2 separate regions of the Rattus norvegicus genome follow, and region 1 is linked to region 2. The links are chromatin contacts, called in public Hi-C maps. All regions are on one chromosome and are shown on one strand. Each heading gives the region's core, a stretch centred on a gene start, on an enhancer-like site or on the middle of the called end of the contact. The rest is flanking DNA. Distances are from core to core; before and after follow the strand shown.

What was found. A called contact is a pair of places that touch in the nucleus more often than the background predicts.
Region 1: a Hi-C map of liver shows a contact between it and region 2, with 2.7 times the contacts expected there. The contact joins the promoter of Sppl3 here to the enhancer-like site in region 2. A contact is called at or near these places in 5 of 12 Hi-C or Micro-C datasets (Schwann cells, kidney and liver) and 1 of 1 datasets of contacts at active chromatin or transcription factors (oligodendrocytes).

What each region holds. Positions count from the first base shown.
Region 1 is chr12:47,257,603-47,264,024 of GRCr8, reverse strand. Sppl3 (signal peptide peptidase like 3) reads left to right here and starts at 3,269. Exons shown (of 11, transcript XM_003751200.5): 1 at 3,269-3,764. The coding sequence starts at 3,742.
Region 2 is chr12:47,196,902-47,203,563 of GRCr8, reverse strand. Sppl3 (signal peptide peptidase like 3) reads left to right here. Exons shown (of 11, transcript XM_003751200.5): 3 at 3,998-4,086. Among named protein-coding and RNA genes, the nearest start is that of Acads, 46 kb to the right of the region's middle. Within about 2 kb of position 3,078, at least 8 of the 93 cell types and tissues checked have an H3K27ac peak or open chromatin away from gene starts, as enhancers often do. A contact at or near this core is called in kidney and liver, where this site is marked.

The DNA.
Region 1 (6,422 bases), core at 2,020-4,519, 60 kb before region 2:
ACACCAGCTCTGAGGACAGGTAGGGCTCAGGCCACACCTGGGTCTTCGACCCTCACAGAAGCGTGCCCAAGCTGGGCCTGGCGGTGCTTGCTCCCGGGAGTCTGTGCCTGAGGCGGAATAAGCGTCCTGGGAGGCTCTCCAAGTCTTCTTTGAACAAGCTCAGTGGATAGAACCATCCTATAATTACCATGGGGATAATTAGAGGCACTTTCATGGTCTCTTTCAACAAATATTACACAAGCTATGGCCTTCTCATCTTGGAGGGGGTGTGGGGTTGGAGGAGAGCAAAGCACCCCTCCTGGGGGAGGGGGCAGAGAGAGCCAACACCTGAACTCTTGCCAAACACACCTGACTCCTGGCCGAGGCTCAGCGTGATAGGGATACGCCTGGGGCTGCACAAGCTTGGAGCTGAGTGTCTCTGGCACGGACACTGAAAGTCACTTCTTGAGTACCACAGGCTGGGCCGTTTCCAGCCAATGCTAGGGCTCTGGTTTATTCCAGTCTGGCCTTCCCAGAGGACTGCTCGGAGATCTTCACGGTGACCCGGAAATGCCTCCTGCATCCCGACAGTCTTGGCCTCGGATGCTCGAGTCACCAGGCTCTGGGCTCTCTCTCCATCTCGAGGGACTATGCACACAGGGGTCATGGGGTCTGGACAACCTTCCCAGCCCCACCAAGGGCGATTTGGTTCTGGTCATAGACTTTGGGTGTTTTCCTGAGAAACGCTTTGGGAGCCTCTGGTTAGCGCAGTCTTCTGTTCGAGTGAGGCTTGGCTTTGTTGTCTCAAGTCACTTATGCTCCATTCACCTCAGACTAACTTCTCACTTGGCTAAATCTTCTGTGACTCATGGGGAATCAAAGCCTAAGAGAATTGCCCAGAGGCACCTGCTTGTCATTTCTGTTTCATTATCGACGTGTCTGGTCTGTTTTGTTCCCAACTCCCTTGAGAAAGTTTTGAGCCCTCCCACAGCCACACCTGCTTTTGGCTCTGGGTCTTTCCCATGGGATCTGAAACTCCTAGTCACTCCGCTTGGAGACTTGGAGTGACTGTGCCACGCTTAAGGTCACAGCTGACTTTTTGTAGAAGTACCTAGAATTTTTTTCCGTGAATGTTAAAAATTTGGGCTATCCTGTTTGGTCTCCCCAGCACAAATGCCTAGGCATTGTGGCTGGGCAGGTGATTGAAGGCTGGTACCTTTCTAGGTAGAAAAAGATGGTTTTATTGAGACCTTGGGTTATAAACCCTCTCCTACACCTTTTCTTGGGCTCTCTGATGATGTTCAGGAGGAGACACCTAGAACTCAGCTGGTCCCAGCACCTGGTGTGAGGGGAAAGTGGGGGTGGAAAGTAGACAGGAGCAGTGTATTTGGCCTTTTTGTGAAAGGCTTCACCTTGGAGAACAGTCAAGCAGCAGCTGTGTAGGGTAGTGGCCCACCGATCTATTTGGAGACAGATTGGGGTGTGGCATTCTCTGTAAGCCTGGGTAGGGAAACTAAAGTAGAAACAGAGTCTGGCCAAATGCTGGGCGAGCCATAGAGTACTTCAAAGTGTAGGTACTCCAGACTTGCTCTGTAAAGGGAGGAAGAAATAGGATTTCTGGGGACAGCATGGTCCCCAGACCTCGTCTTTTCCTTCGGAAAAAGCACAGAAACTGAGGAGGAAGCCCTTGAGAGCCTGGCCTCCACCCATCGTTTTAGTGTCTCTGTTCAACGACCTACAGTAGTTCCTCCATCCCGTGCCTGGTTCCAAGCTCAGCCCAGACATTCCTGTTACTGTCTTGCTCTGTGACGCTCCCTTGCCGGAATGGTTTTTCTGTTGCTAAGCCTCTTGTGGTTTGAGGATGTCCCACTCCTGAGAAAATGTTCTCTGATACGTCTTGGTGGGGGAGGGGGTCAGGTCATTGTACCGTCCCGTCTTTCCCAGAGGCCTAGGTTCCTGAGGTTGGCCTAGGCTCCTGAGGCTGGCCTAGGTTCCTGAGGCTGGTCTAGGTTCCTGAGGCTGGCCTAGGCTCCTGAGGTTGGCCTAGGTTCCTGAGGTTGGTCTAGGTTCCTGAGGCTGGTCTAGGTTCCTGAGGTTGGTCTAGGCTCCTGAGGTTAGGACTAGCTCAGGCTAGTCTTACATTTTGTGTCAAATCCCATAAGTCAAATTCCCTGTATAGCTGAGATTGACCCTGATCTATTGCTGGCTTACCCCCAACCCCCACCTACAGTTCTGGGATCACAGTGTCGTGGAGTCTAGTTTTATTGCTTTAAAAATCCTCCATGTGTCCCTTCAGCCTGATAACCAGTGACCTTTTTGCTGTTTCCATAGTTATTTTTCCAGAATGTCATGTGGTCAAAAACATACACTATGTAGCTTTCTTAGATATACGTCTTCATCTCTAGCTATATGCTTTTTTCCCTGTCTTTCTTATTAATTCGATATAGGGCCATTCTATGTATTCTTTTTTTTTTTTTTTTTTTTTTTTCTATTTTTCGGAGCTGGGGACTGAACCCAGGGCCTTGCGCCTGATAGGCAAGCGCTCTACCACTGAGCTAAATCCCCAACCGGCCATTCTATGTATTCTTGGCTGGCCTGGAGCTCACTATGTAGACCAGGTTGGCGTTGAACTCATAGAGGTATGCCTGCCTTTGCTGGGATTAAAGGCCTCCCCCCACCCCAAGACATGGTGTACACATAGCACTCTACCAACTGAGTTACGCCCATTCACCCTATCTATCTAAACTAGCCTGCACCCTTCCTTTATTCTCTACTAATTGCTCTCCATGACTTTATTAATAGCTTCATGACTCTGAAATAATCTTCGTGCTTTAGCCGTCTTGAACAACCCATACCTCTTCCCTGAGAATGTCTACGTAAGGACAAGGGCCCAGGTGAAGGCGCTGACGCCTAGCTGGCACTCAACAAGGATCCGCTGGGATCTGTTCTAGGAAGACGAGCAAGTAGCATTTGACTTGGCGCCGCGAGGGATGTTTGCCGAAACGAACCAGGGAACCGCGGAGCACGCGATCCCGAATGCAGCGTTCGGTCCGCCATGTGACAGCTGACTGGCAGTTGAGGACCCAGGCCGGCCGACTGTTGATGGAAGGTTGACAGCTGAGTGGCAGTCAACCGCCGCGCACCGGGACCCGGACGAAGGGGCCTATCACACAGCGACCGCTAACCGTAGCCTCCAGCCCGGGCTGAGCTAGAGCTCCGCGCATGGGCCGCGCGCGAGGGGCGGGTCTCCAGGGTCACGTGAGCGTGTTTTGGGCACGTGACGCGCGGCCGGGGCTCGCCCCCGCCCGCTCCCTCCTCCCTCGGCGGGTGTGCTCCGAGCGGCCTCGCCTCACCGCCTAGCGCCCCCCTCAGCCGTTGCCGCCGCCGCCGCTGCCGCCGCTGCCGCCGCCGGCCATGTCCCCAGGCCGCCGCCGCCGCCGCCCGAGCGCGGCGCTCCCGCGGCCCGGCGCGCACTGAGCGCGGGCCCGAGCCACCGTTCGCCCGCCCCGGGCCCTTGTTCTCCGCGCCGCCGCCGCCGCCGCCGCCGCCATGTTGGGTTTGGAGCCGCAGCGGAGCCGCCGCCGCCGCCGCGGCTGACGAGGCCGAGCGCGGAGCCGGGCCCGCGCCGGGGCCCAGGGAGCCGGGCCCGTCGGAGTCCGTCGGAGCCCGAGTGCCCGTCCGCCGTGCGAGCGAGCCGCCGGGCCCCCGGCCGCGCCCTCTGCCGCCGGCCGAGCGAGCCGCGGAGCCCCGAGAGGCAGCACCATGGCGGAGCAGACCTATTCGTGGTAAGTGCGGGCTTTGGGGGGGCCGGGCCGCAGGTGCTCGCAGGGCCGGGGTGCGGGCGGCGGGCGTCCTCGGAGCCCGGGGGAGGGGCGGTCATCGGAGCGGCACGGCGGAACCGACTGGCGCGGGTGCAGGCGAGCAGGGGGGGGATTTGGAGAGGGTGGGCAGAGGCGGCCCCGGGCTGAGGTGTACCCCACTCTGGCGAGAACAGGTGGTAAGAGGCACAACTTGCAAGTAGTGAGGGAGGAGCGGCCGCCTCCACGGTGGGCAGAGGCCCTGCGCCGAGGGAGCCCTGCACGGCCGAGGGGGGAGTCGGTTCGGATGACCACATTCTGGAAAGGAAGTCGTCGGTAGCAGTGGGGCATGGGCAGTCTTTGTAAGGGTTGGTACTCTGCTCTAGGGATTCGAAGAGTGCTGGCCCTGGTTCGTGTTCTGGGGGGGTCGATTACGGGTGTGTGTGTGTGTGTGTGTGTGTGTGTGTGTGTGTGTGTGTGTGTACGCGCGCGCGTGCAGGTTGAGTCCTTGTCTGTGGGACTTTTCAGAATGTTGAGGGACTGAGGCATACCATTGTAGTTTAAAGGGGGTGACGAATGCGTCCAAGTTTGGGGGAAAGAGAGGTGAGAAGGGCGGAGGTGTGGCGCGTTTGCAGTGGAGGGAGTTTGGTTTTACTCGGGACCAGTGGGGATGGTGTAATTGGGAGCAGTGGGTTGAGGCTTGAGAAAACAGGAGACGGGGTGGTTGGTTGGGTTGGTTGGTTGTAGGGATGGGGCGGGGAACCTGGTTGCTGCCGCCTGGTTGGAGATGGTTTAAAACACTTGTGGTTTGGTACAGAACCGTAGACTTTCCCGTACGGTAGGGGTGAAGGTCCACTTCATTTTGTAATTGGAAAAGTGAGTTAGTTCTTCATTTCTTAACCCTAAACCTTAAAGTACAAGGATCGCCTTTTTCGCAGCCAGTACAGATTATGCGGATACCTTTACCAAGCTCGGGGCAGACAGACTGTCTAGTGTCAGGAGCACAATGGAGCTGTAACTACCATAGGGAGACAGTAAAAGAAACGGGTTATATATGAAAACAATGGTTATGCGAAGTCAGGAGCCAACTGTGTCCTGACAGAGGGTTAGTGATTGAACATAATTTAATAATGCAAACTTCAGCGATGTATACACAGTCTAAAAAAGAAGATAACTGGGAAGTCGAGAGGAAATGACTATAAGAACAGTTGGGTTTTGGTGGCTACAGTTGTGGTTTAAAAGGACAGACGAATTTGATAGTTCTGAGCAGCAGTGAGGGGCATCTCAGTGGCAGGTGTGGAACACAGGGAATCAGTTTCTTTCCTGCAGATGGGTTAGGAAGGGAAGGTAATGTTGGTGCTGCCATGGGTGCTGGCAACAACTAGAGCTTGTCCTGCTCCTTGAGGACTCCCAGTGAATCCTCATGGCTGCCTTGCTGGTTTTTGCCTTGTTTTGTTTTGTTAGAACTGGAATGTAAAAAGAATTTGGATTGGTTGAAAAATAACAGTGATCAGGAAATGGGGAAAGTGCTGCACACAGTAGCATACACTTGCAATCCCAGTTTAGGGCGATTCCCTGTGTATGACGTGGAAGTTCTGTGGTGCTCATGGGTCCTACTTGTTAGGAGAGACCTCTTGTGAAGACTGATCATTTACATGACACTCTTGAAACACTCCCTTGGGTCTCGACTTTATTTGATTTAAAGTCAAGGAAGCGCCATCAGGATCTGATCCTCAGCCCCTCCTTTTCAGCTCCATTTCAGGAGCGGAGTCCACAGTGTCCTGAGAGAGGATGGTGCACAGGGGAGAGGACTGGGAAGCTCAGCCCCTACCCTGTTTCCTGATTCTTCCCAAGTCAGCCAGGGGACAAGAACTAAACACATAGTATTGACACATCAGTTTGTCATCAGCTTTCACTTGTCTCTAAAGTGGGGAAAACTTCCTTATTTCCAGAGGAGGACACAGGCTCAAGAGGCCAAGTAAAGTCCTGAGTATGTGGCCCATGATGCTTTGTGAGCTCTCTCACTGCTTCACCCATTCTCACAGAAACATCAGCGGGGAAGCTGAAGATCGGATATTTTGCTCATTCTTCACTTGGATTATTTAGATATATACAAAAAAATGAAACTTTAGGGGTTGGGGATTTAGTTCAGTGGTAGAGCGCTTGCCTAGGAAGCGCAAGGCCCTGGGTTCGGTCCCCAGCCCGGAGTAGGGGGGGGAGGATGATACTTTAAAAACAGAATCATGTTTGATTATTTGCATTCTGCATTTAGGAAGAATGTACTATGACCCTGTAGATTTGTCTGAGAACAGATCCCAGAAGGAATGTGTATTTAAAAATAGGCTTATGTTATAGCCTCTGACATGTCAGTTATGTATGAAACAAGCCTGCTAGGATTGGTACATACTGTGATGAGCTTACCAGTCTGTTATTTTATTCTGTTGACTTGTACATATCTAACTTTTTTGTAATAACGTTAAAAAAAATGACCCCCCCACATGTATAAGATCATGTGGTTCTGACTTCTTGTACATGTTTATTTCCCAGAAAATTCTTGTCATTCAGGGGTCTAGCCCAAGCTCCATCTCTCTGAGAAGTGCTTTCTGCCCATTCCTGAAGGTGATCTCTTTATGACACTTGTGATCC
Region 2 (6,662 bases), core at 1,829-4,328:
AGTGCATGAAAAATGGTGACGTGCTGTGTTAGTCCTACTTTAAAGAGAAAAAAGTGGACTGGGAGATGGGTCAGTGGGTAAGGCTCCTTGCTGTGAAAGCAGAAGGATCTGAGTTCACATCCCCAGCACACAGGTATAATTGCGTGTGGCTGTGGTAACCCCAGGGTTAGGTGGTAGAAGTAGGAGGCAGATTCAGCCAGCTCAGCCCAGACAGTGTAGTCCAGTAATTGACCCTGTCTCTGAGACTGCCTCCATAAATGCTCACATGGGTGTGTGTTCCCTTAGACAATACACCATGCGTGCGCAAATACATACTAAATGTATTCATGGAGGATAAAGGCTCTCGGGTCTCCAGCTTTGTATCATCATCATTACCACCACCACCACCACCACCACCACCACCACCACCACCACCACCACCACCACCACCACCACCACCACCACCACCACCATCACTATCATTTTGCATGTTCTGTATTGTGATTACCCCTTAGTCACTTTTCCTTGTTTAGGAGGTAGGTAAAAGTCAGGCTGCTACCATGAGATGGTAACTCAGCAGCTCTGAGCTGCCTAACAAGGCCCAGCACACTGGCTGCCTAGGTGACAGAGAGCTTTACTTCTAGAGACTGAAAGTCCAAGATCTAAGAAGTCAGCAGGATGGGCTTTATCCAGGCTCCCCTTTGGGTTTGGTCCTCACATGTAGATGGCGCCGTCCCTTGTCCTTCTCTCCTGACAGCACAGATGTCTGGGAGGTCCATCTGTCGCTCCCTTTCCCTTGCCCACATCTGCTTCTTCATCTCCTTCGATACCATTTGAAGCCAGGTGTGGTGGTTCACACCTTCGGTCCTAGCACTTCCCAGGCAGAGAGAGGCAGGTGGATCTGCGAGTTCAACACCAGCTTGCGAGCACACTCAGTGATTTTGAAGAGGTGTAGAACAAAACAATGAGTAAACATAGAGATTTGTAGTCCCCTGCCTATAGGGTTACTCTGAAAATCCAAAGACATCTTGAGCTGGAGTCTGTAGTGTGGTGCTTTGGTTTTAGAGCATTTGCATAGCTTGTCTGAGGTTCCTGTACCATTCCAACCCAGAACAAAGAAAGTCGTCTTGACTGTACCACATGCCGGCCCAGTACCTGAGCAGGGAGTGCAGTTAGGGTTAGCTCTTGTAAGCTGAGCATGAGACACAAGGCAGGAGGGTCAGAAGTTGAAGAACATGTTTGGTTACATAGTCTGACCACCCTGTCCCGCACATCCTGTCCCCTCCCAAAACAGACAAACAAACAATTAGAAAACACAATCTCTACCTTATTATTTTATTATTCTGGCACTCAGAACATTTCTGGCCACAATCAGAAGACTCCCCCCCGACCCCCTTATATGCACTGATGATACTCTGTTGGCCAAGGACAGTATTTCTTGGCTATACAGCCCAGGCTGGCCTCAAACTTGCCGTTTCCTGGGTCTTCGTCTTTTTTTTTTTTTTTTTTTTTTTTTTTTGGTTCTTTTTTTTTCGGAGCTGGGGATCGAACCCAGGGCCTTGCGCTTCCTAGGCAAGCGCTCTACCACTGAGCTAAATCCCCAACCCGGGTCTTCGTCTTGAATGCTGACTGTGCATCACTCATTGGAGAGTCATTCATCTCCTAAAGCTTGACCTGCAACTACTTCTGTTGAGTCCTAGATGGTAAGGATCTCCTCCTATAACTCTGGCTGGTTCAGACTTTGGATACCAACTTGCAGTTCTCTTGCCTCAGCCTCCCAGCTGCTGGGATTTTGGACATGTGCTTCCACCATGTCCATTTCCTTCTTTCTGGTATTCGTTTTTTACTCTATCCTTGTTTATATATTTGTATGTGAGTAATTTTTGTTTGTGGCAATTGTGGAAGACATCTTGGTAGAGTTGATTCTCTCTCTTGATATTTATGTGGATCAAATTCATAATCAGGCTTATACAGCAAGCTCTTGGCCTGCTAAGCTTTCTTATAGCCCATGTTGCTCATTTAAACATTGATTTCAGTAACCCAAGTGTGCTCTTTGTTAAGCAAGTAGCCAGGGTGCAGTTTGAATGGAATGTGTGGCAGTAACATTGGGTGTATAGATACACATCATATCATGTTATTGTAGAGCAGTAACACGATTATGGTGGTGAGACAGGTCTGGCTGGGGTGAGGAGGGTGGTCATATGTGCAGTCAGGACAGACTGTTCAAGGGCTAGCCAAGTACTGGGCAGTCTGTAGAGTTAATAAGTTACCGAGTAAGTTAGGGCACAGTCGTCCTGGTGGCCTGAGACAGAAGTCTTCCCACAAAGGCAGCAGTTAAACAGCTGAGGTCTGCTGTGGGCTGTGCAAGTGTACTGGGCTGTGACAGGATCCTAGCCCAGCCCAGTGATCAAACTCTGTAAAGCTGGAAAATAAAGCACTTGCCACCTTGAACAGATAGATACACAGCCCTCCACTTCACTCAGGTAGATTTCTTGTGTTGTGTAGTGGTAACCCCAAGGATCAAACAAGGCTTGAAGTTCAGCAAGACTCAGGCAACTAGAAGCCCATAGTAGTTACACAAGACCTCCCAGCATCAGGAGGCAGAGACAGGCAGATCTCTGTGAGTTCAAGGCCAGCCTGGTTGATACAGAGGAACCCCGTCTAGTGGGGACATGGGAGGGTGACCACCTCTATAGCACCTCAGCTGCTGCCTTTGACACCATCTCTGCAGCAGGGCTGGCAGCAAGATGAAATAAATGTACTTGTGTGTGTGTGTGTGTGTGTGTGTGTGTGTGTGTGTGTGTGTGTGTGTGTGTGTGTGTTCCCAGCAGAGACACTGGTAGAGAGAGAGGAAGACAGAGCCCACAAATGCAGTTTAAGGTAGCAGTGTCTTTCATTCTGTAACAGTACAAAGCAAGCAGGAAGAAAATGAGCCAGCACAGTGAGTGTGGGCTAATGTCCTCCTCCCTCATGGGCTTATGCTGTACGTGCACCCGCATGGATAGGCCAGAAGACTGTGGTTTTCCTCACTCCGTCTCTACTGAACCTTGAGCTCATCAGTTGGGCTGGATTGGCTGACCTAGATTGTGCGCCACACCCCAGTGCGGAAGGACAGATGTGTGCCATCACATCCAGCTTTGACATGGCATCTGTTGCACAGCAGTCTGGACTGAGCAAGTATTCTTTATTAGCTCAGTCTGTCATTTGTGAAATGCCTCAACAACAAAACATGCTCTTTCTTTAATATCTATTGAGATATTTGCTGATATTGGGCATGTCAGAAGACATGAAACAGGTTGGAATGTGTAACACATAGTCCTACCATAGCAGATACATTGTAGCGTAGATGGCTCAGGCAACAGAAACCTGCCTTCTCAGAGCGCTGGAGACTGAACTGGAAAAGCAGGTGTGTGGTTGGACTGTCTGCTGGACGGACTGACCCAATTAGTGTCAGCCCCTCAGTGCACGAGGCTCCCAGCCTTGTGCATCCAACCCTGCACTGTTACCTGACTTTTGACTTTAACTGTTCTGTACAAGCCCCCTCTCACCAGTCACATGATTTGCAGGTATTTTCTTCCATCTCATGAGTGGCCTTTGTTTGTTTGTTTGTTTGTAATTGTGTTGTTGGAAGCACAGGTGTTTTCACCTGCTTTTTGCTATTTTGAGAGGGTCCTCCCTGTACCCTCTCTAAAAGCTGTCACATGGGTATAAAAGTTTCCCTTTCCAGATTTTTAATCATAGGAAAGTAATTAAGAGACTGTGGCAAGTTGAACTGCACTGGAGTGCCTTATTACAGTGGGACAGCTCGAGAAGGAACACTGAAGGGTTGTAGACGGCTTCCCAGTTGGGAAGAGGATGTCCTTTTCTTCGCAGGAGCAGCACTTGCAGCCCTGGCTCAGGACTGCCATGGCTGCTTTCTCTTACGCAGAACTGAAGCTGAATGTTAATCAATCTCTCTCTCTCTCTCTCTCTCTCTCTCTCTCTCTCTCTCTCTCTCTCCCCCCCCCCCCCCCCACAGGTCTCTTAATATGGACTTTGAGAACCAAGATAAGGAGAAAGACAGCAGCAGTAGTTCTGGCCCTTTCAACGGCAGCAGCACCAATAACAGTAAGCCGTGTCCTGTGCTCCTCGATAGCCTCACCCCACCCTCACCCCATGCGCTCACCGCAGCTGACCTCTCCGTACCTCCAGTCCCTCACTCACACGTGATCCAACAGTGCGATCCAATCTGTACCCTGCCGTCTGCTACACTTTGTGCTCTAAGTCTAACGCCGCCGGTTGCCCAAGTACGAGGAGCTTGCACCTGCTGCCGCTGCCGAGGTCACTCCTTCCCCATAAAGCACAGGCCATGTCCATCCGCCCGTGACCTTGCTAGCTGTTCTCCCGATGACTGCTTAATTACATATCTCTGAGAGAGTACATTCAAGTGCTTGGAGAGATAAGTGTTAGGATTGTCACCTGATTCAAAATATCCCACAAGAATACAAATCCTTTTTAAAATAGAGATGAATCTGTACACAAGTTATCATTTATCCATACAGTGGAATATTATTTCATATTTCATAATGAAGCACTTGGGGCCAGGGAGAAGGCCTAGTCAGAAAAGTGCTTGTCCCACAAGCATGGGTCCTGAGCTCAGGTGGGCAGCACCACATAATAACCTGGGCCTACTGGCATGTGCCTGCAACCCCACCGGTGGGGGACAGGGATGAAAGCCTGCCCCTCTCCTTTCCTCTCACGGAATTCGGTCTCCTTGTACTTAGTTCCTATGTACTTCGTATCCAAATCGCACTTGCCTGGTTTTTACTTCAGATTGGGAAGTGAACACAACAAAGACAGTGAAGTAGACTCACTTACGTGGAAAGAGTCAGAGGCAGGTGGGCCTCTGTGAGTATGAGGCCAGCCTGGTCTACAGAGGGAGTTTCAGGACAGCCAGGGCTACACAGAGACTGCCTTTAAAATTGTCTGTCCATAGATATTAAAATCTTTGCATGAAATAAAGTCTGTACCAGTAATTTACTAGGAACCACATTAAACCCAGTGTGAAATCTGATTTTCAGATTGATGTATTACATAATTTATCTTCAAGCTAAGTCACATACTTGTAACTTTACTTCTTTTTTTAAATATTATTTTTTAATGTATATGAGAACACTGTAGCTGTCCTCAGACACACCAGAGAAGGGCATCGGATCCCATTACAGATGGTTGTGAGCCACCATGTGGTTGCTGGAATTGAACTCAGGACCTCTGGAAGAGCAGCCAGTGCTCTTAACCACTGAGCCACCTCTCCAGCCCCAAGAACTTTACTTCTAAAGTCCAATATGGTGCAGCATATTTGCAAATGATATAAGTAAGACAGATTATAGTCTGGCACACTGCATCACAAAATCAAAGAGAAGCATGTAGTGTTCTAACTAAAATCTCATGGAAGGAAGTATCTGCTAATGTCAGTTTTATTTCTTGTTATTTATCAGGGTCACATGAGGGTCATGCACCTCTTAGTCGTTTTCTTAAGTTGGCCTCCTGTGTCAGACTATGCACCCTTTCCATTATGCACTGAGGCCCAGACACCAAGAGAATTCACAGGTACCTATCATACAGTACAGTACAGTTCTCTTTGATGCAGACTGGAAAATACTAAGAAAGAAAATCCTCCGTGAGTCAGCACTCGCCATACAGTGCCCCATCATTTTAGGTTGAAGGACAGTATGGGAAAGGGTCTTTTGTTTTGTTTTTGTTTTTTGTTTGTTTGGTTTGGTTTGGTTTTTGCTTTTTTAAACAGGGGTTCTCTGTGTAGCCCTGGCTGTTCTGAAACTCACTAGATCAGGGTGGTCTTGAATTCAGAGATCCACCTGTCTCTGCCTCTATACAGATAAGGACTAAAGATATGGGCCACAACAGGAACTGAGGGTTGGCTCTCAAAAGATTGGTGCTTAGTTAGTGCCAAGATGTTGGCAAGAGGATTTTGGACCAGTTAAAGGATAAAGTGACCAGATGGAGGTGTGTGAAAGATCACAGTTGCCTTCTTCCAAAAGACCCAAGAGTGGAGGAGTTTGTGGAAGCAAACAAACATGGAAGTGAAGGAGTAGTGAAGGCCGTGGGACCCACAGCAGACATCAAAGCTCACAACTCAAACAGTGCTCTGCCCAACAGCCAAAGGTGCAAGAACCTCCAGGAGACTACAGCACTTGGCGCATTAGAACTCAGGAAACAGCCACCAGGATGGCTCAAGATGAAACCCTGGCCACACCTAGTGTAAAAAAGACCAGTCCTCTTGTGTTTCCTGGGGAGTATGTCTGTGACATGGACACAGCTCACAGACTAAGCCCCAGCGCTCCTGGGCCCAGCAGTGTGGCTCTCGGGTGCATGCGTACAGGCTCCCGTCACATCCCTGGAGCTCTGGAGAGCATGCCAGTATCAGGGCCAAAGGTGAGGTGGGACAGATAAGAGCAGATGCAACAGTTCTGGGAGAAACGGCAAAGCAGATCTGCCCCTGTCTGAGAAGCACTCGACCTGCTGCCCTTCCTCTGACACTGCCTGGGAACTGCGGGCAGTCAGGCCTCCCCATCCTCCTGTATCTGCTGCATCTGCTTTGACAGACTGTAGTGGGGAAGGCAGGTTTGAAGAATGCCTCTGCCTTCTTCAGCTGTGATGGCCAGAAGTAGTAAGAGGAAGAGAAA